Linked DNA regions of Rattus norvegicus: region 2 is linked to region 1. Evidence: chromatin contacts called from public Hi-C data. All regions are on one chromosome and are shown on one strand. The core of a region is the stretch at or near the end of the contact, and the rest is flanking DNA. Distances in the headings are between cores, read along the strand shown. Region 1 holds the start of Tbr1 (T-box brain transcription factor 1). Region 2 overlaps LOC120101554 (a long non-coding RNA gene).

Region 1 (2,790 bases), core at 195-2,694:
CGGGGCGCCAGAAAGCTAAGCAAAACTTGTCCTCGCCGCGTGTCTGAACGAATGTTTGCTGATCTAGAAAGGGAGAGTGGGAGAAGGGAAGATGTAGGACCGAAGTCGGGGAGAGCACCGAGCGCTCTGGAGTTGGGGGACGGATTGCTCGGTAGAGAGCCGGGTTGGCGGCCTGCTTCTCCACCTGTCGGCACAGGCCAGCTTCGATGAGTTGCTCTGAAAGCCTGTTAGCGGCCACGGCTCTTCGTCTTGCTCCAGCCACCGACTGGTTCTCCGACCGCATTGGCACAGCAGGCTCCCCGCCACCAAACATCACCACGGTGGTTATTATCCCTTCCACTTTCCCCTTTTCCAAAACCAGCCAACTCCAGGGCGCACCCGAGCGCCTTTCCACTCCGCTCCCCGACCCCACATAGTCGCTGCCCGGCGGTCACAACTTGGGTGCGTTCGCCCAGGGTCACGCCTGGAACAGCGGCAGCCAAGAAAAGTAGCATTACCTTCCCTGTTTAGTGATGATCATCTCCGTTTGATGCCGATGAAATTTCAGCCAAAGTGGCCTGTTGCACAGGTATACCTGCGCCTTGCCGGGCACCAACCCGGGCTGGGTGGAGGAGAACTGGTAGAATGGGGCTCCTTGGTAGGAGTGGCCGTACTGCTGTGGGTAGGGGTAGCCGGCGGTGGGGTAGCCCTGCGGCGAAGAGTTGGACAGCAGGCTGTTGTAAGCTCCGTTGGTGATGACCGGGTGGTGGGCCATGTAGCGACTGGGGCTGCCGATGGAGAAGGCGGGATGCGCCGGTCCGTGCTGGCCGGGGTACGGGAACATGGCACTGGGAGCGGTGGCCGCAGACTGTGGCTGGCTGGACTGAGAGAGGAGGTAACGATCTGCAGCAGAGCCATCGAAACTGTGACGAAGCTCAGAGACCCCGTCCAAGACAGGAGAGAGTTTACTTCTCTGGACGTCCCCTGGTGAGTCCTTGGAGTCAGGAAAATTGTCTGTATCTGACTGATTCGTCATCCCCCTGGTAATTTTTTTCAAAGGTGAACTTCTCTCCAGGTTGTCAGTGGTCGAGATAATGGGATGATCATGCAAGACAAGCTCAGATCCGCCCGAATGTGGGTAGCTGCTGCTCACATTGAGAAATTTCTTGGAGAGCATGATAGAAGGAGAGAGGCAATGCTCCAGCTGCATAGCTCTAGAACCTGAAGGCTGGCCCTCCCGTCCCTGGGTTTTAAAGTCCTGTTTATCATAAACTAGGAATCCACAGACCCCTCACTAGACAGAAAGCACTTCAACCAGCAAATGCTTCTCAAAGGTTTGATTTACTTTTTTTTTTCCCTGGGAGAAGAGATTGGCCAATTGACACTATGCAGCAATCAGAAAAGGCTCACTTTTGATCTTGCTGCTTATGCAGCCGATGAAACGGCTCCTGCCATTGGTTAGCTGCTGACAGTAATTTAATTAGATAGACATTAATTAGGATAATCACCTGGCTCCTGGTCGCGACGATCATGGCAAATTGAAGGGGATGATTTTATTGTTGGCTTGGGGGGTGGGGAAAGTGTGTTGGTTTACGTGAGCTCTGTTATGTCACCTTTAAGCTTTGTGACCACTGCTTTAGGAAGATTCAAAGATGTGCAATTTACTAAACATTTCCTAACCCCCCCCCCCTTCTCTCTTTAGAGAGGAGGGGTGGAGGAGGGAATTCGATGATGCTAGGAGACTTTTCGGATCTGAATGAGCCAAATATTCAGTTGAATGTAACGATTTCAAGTGCAAAGTATACAAAGCGCGAGCCGGTGGCCTCTTCTCGCCCTGTAAAACTTCCAGAGTCTGTCTTTTCCAGTTAATACGCAGAAGCATACACACCTGAGCCTGTGCTTTGTTGAGTCGGTGCTGCGTGTCCTTGACGCCCCCTCCCCCACTTTAAACTACACGAATAAATAAATAAATCAACAAACCTCCAGCCGCTGAAAGCCACAGCCTTAAGAGAGATAAGGAGGCGAAGCGGCTAGCCCACCCATCAACCCACCTCAGGAAGGTTCGGTTTCCGGCTAGGGTACAGAAACAGTGACAATCTATGATCTCCTTTTTAAGTTTTGAAATAATCATAAGCCGTGGCGCTGAAGTGCTTTAATGTATTTGCAGTCATGTTTACTGGGTCGTTACTAAATATTTTATCAGCCAACTTGGTTGCAGATCATCTGAAGAGCAGCTAGCTGGGGGCGGGCGCCATGTATCCTTTGAGTCCCACCGCACTTCCTCCTTTTTGGAGGCACTGGCTTGGTGACAGGTTCATAAGCCTCGCCAGGAAAAAAGAGAGAGGGCTGAGTCCCCAGCGCAAATGGGTTCGCTAGAAGCGTTGATCTGGGGAGACAGAGTGGAAGTGGTGTCAACGCGATGATCTTACTGGTGTGTGTGTGTGTGTGTGTGTGTGTGTGTGTGTGTGTGTGTGTGTGTGTGTGTGTAATGTTTACATAATCCAGAGGGAGAGAAAAAGAATCCATGCCAGTAATTTTTAAAAGAGGATTAGCGAAAAGAATCGATTTAAGGAAATTTTGGCACAAGTAACATGAGTCCCCAAGCAACTGAGTTTTAGGGAGAAAAGATCTCCTACTATCTGCTTCACGGAGGCCAGCGGCCAGCCTCAGGCCAAGAGCACCTGAGATGACAAACCCAGAGCTGCTGTCTAGACATGGCCAACCTGCTCCGTAGCTTTCCTTCCTGAAGGCAAGAGGCGCAGAAATGCAAAGCCAACCCCAGGCATAGCTCAGCTTGGCCTGCAAGGTGGT
Region 2 (2,700 bases), core at 141-2,640, 750 kb before region 1:
GTGGTCAGGACAGGACACGCACTTCTGAGAAAGGAACCAATACAAATAAGAGCGATTCCCCCATTGTAGCAGGTTGACAGTGAACAGCTCGGGATTTACTGCAGAACAAAAATCCACAGGAGGAACAAAAACAGAAAGGTTGCGGTCTAGGCAGCAAGGTAAGGGTGCTTCGCCGTCCATTGACAGCTGATCTAGACATGAGCGCAAGCGCAATTATCAGTTTTCCGCAGGGTGGTGGTATGGCAAAAAAAAAAAAAATTAAAAAAAGTAAATTACAAAAATAATAGGAGGGGGAAATAAGTCTCCTGAAAAAAATAAAGACATTGTGACTGTGTCGCTTAGGAGGGGAAACAGCATAGCTCTTAATAATTAGTTGCAAGGGTGTGAGATGTGGGCCAGGGATAATTAGCAGGGGACTCTGATCATGTGCTCCCCACATTCGCAGCGAGCTGACAAAAAGAGGAAGTGAGCCAAACTGCAGCGAGAAGCTGGTTTTTTAAAAGGGAAGTTCTTGACCATGAAGATCAGACTACCACGGGAAGCTGTGTAATCTCTATCCTTAAAGAGCTTTAAAAATAGTATAAACAGCCATCTGCACAAGATGGTTTATGCATTGACCTTCAGGAGACGGGCCCGATCATCTCATGAAGTCCCTTCCAAGTGTGGGATTCTATGATTTAATCAGTATGTGATTTTTCTCAGCTCTACATTTTGCGAGATAACCAGCAGATGGGAGCCACAAATTCCCCAACATCATACCAAAATCATGGTTCCTCACACTGGTAGGGCCCAGGCGAGCTTGCCAAATTGGCATCCATTGAAAAAATCATTGAAGGACCCACCTCAAACATTTATTTATCTCCTTGTGGGTGTCTGGACCACCCATGTCCACAAAATAGAGATAATCTTTATACCGATTGTGTGCATTCAGCTTTTGACTTAAATAAGAAGTCGCATTGAAAGTGGGAGTCTCATTTTTGAAACCTGAAACAACAGCTCTCACAAAATGAAGAAGGGATTTACAAATTCCAGCTGAAGGAGAAAGGAGGTCCCGTGTCAATTAGGTCCCGTGTCACGGAAGTGTTTTATAGAGTGCTCGAGCCTTATTTGCTTTCACTTAAATAACAGGAACTTCTCATCAGTTCTTTGGGCATGTATGTAGCGCTTACTATTGCCCACGTTCAGTACAAAGCCGCAGGGAGACAAACACCATCCATCCATCACAGAGCTAGCTTAGTCTCTCCCAAAGGAAGAGGCCATTTTTGTCACGGAGTCAGCAAAGCAGTAGCAGGATGTGGGATACATGATGGAGTGATGTCAGTAAAATAGTCCAAGTCCGAGAGACCTTAGGGGCTTAGACTTGTATCTGAAGGTCAAACCGAAGCCAGGGAGGAAAGAAAGAGAATAAAATGTTTTCTGGAACATTCGGGCTAGCCCGAATAAGTGTCGGGTAAACCCCACAAACTGGAATTTGAATACAGCTAGTGCTTAAGGTGTAGAGGGAAAGGTAAAAGGCCAGTGGGGAGAAGGAAAAGACCCAGAAGTGAGGGATGCTGAGAGGTCAAAGAGCTCTCACAGGTCATACAAAAGAATTCAGACTTGGCATGGAAGAAATAGAGCTACTGAGTGATATTTAAAAAAAAAAAAAAAAAAAGGCTGTCCCTATAGATGGTTTATTGAGTACACTTCCGAATCAAAGGATAGGAAGGCATTTGTATACGATTCACCAAATGAAGGGTCCTCGGGCAGGTACTGAGATATCAAGGAGAACTCAGGCTGAGCACAGCAACAGCCACTGGGTAGGACACATCAGGATACCCTCCCTTTACCTCCGATCCCTGCTCCTTAGACTTCAGCCCCTTGCCCCCACTTATTATTCAGACCCTCAGGTTTACATTCTTGGCCACCTGAAGCTTCTACATCTTGAGCTTTCACTCACGATGAGCTGGGAACACACTGGTCCCATTATCTCACTGGCAGACCCAAAGTCCAGTGAAGGGGACTAACGCTGTGACGTCCACGGAGCCTTTATCGGCGAGAAGACATACATTATAGCAGGGAACTACTGCTGCAGGCGCGTAATGGACAGGGTGGACTTGTTCACTGAAACCGAAGGGCTGCTTTGTAGATTTTCTCCCGTGTGAATGTAGGACCTTTGGTTTTGTTTGATGGGGCAGATGCAGACAGAGGATCAATGTGGAGATGGGCAGTGTGTGGCGACGGTCAAAGGTGTGTAACTCCTCCCTGGAGACTAGGAGAAAAGACGCAGTCTGCGGTCATCCCAGGAACTACTTGGCCACACTAGCAACAGCTGAGGGCAAGCGGCAAGCCTCCCGCACCTCAAGCCAAAGAACAGGTTTCTCCAATTGTGTTCTTTATTCAGAATTTATAACGGCTGGCAGGTTCTGCTCCCATATATGAATTTTCAATCAGCGTGCTTTTATTCAAATTGTTCTTTTGTTTCATTGTGTTACTAAAAAAAAGTATGACAGGTTGGCATGCTTGTTTATGTAAATGTCTGGAACTGTAATTTCTTGAACGCTAACTACAGATAATTACACAGACCACCTTAATCTCTGAGGACCTAACAATCACCTTAACAGCACTGAAATTAGACTTTTCCTAAATTAGTACTGAAGAAGTACGTACGAAATATTTTATTAATAAATAATTTACCTACCTCGAATCTTTGAAGAAATT

The links. Hi-C and Micro-C count contacts between places; a contact is called where the count stands out from the background.
Region 2: a contact with region 1 is called in a Hi-C map of frontal cortex, with 5 times the contacts expected there. The contact joins the enhancer-like site here to the promoter of Tbr1 in region 1. A contact is called at or near these places in 2 of 12 Hi-C or Micro-C datasets (frontal cortex and prefrontal cortex).

What each region holds. Positions count from the first base shown.
Region 1 is chr3:66,758,457-66,761,246 of GRCr8, reverse strand. It overlaps Tbr1 (T-box brain transcription factor 1), which reads right to left and starts at 1,444. Exons shown (of 6, transcript NM_001191070.2): 1 at 498-1,444. The coding sequence starts at 1,189.
Region 2 is chr3:67,505,486-67,508,185 of GRCr8, reverse strand. LOC120101554 (a long non-coding RNA gene) reads left to right here. Exons shown (of 3, transcript XR_005502169.2): 1 at 1-158. Among named protein-coding and RNA genes, the nearest start is that of Gcg, 25 kb to the left of the region's middle. Within about 2 kb of position 1,390, at least 4 of the 93 cell types and tissues checked have an H3K27ac peak or open chromatin away from gene starts, as enhancers often do.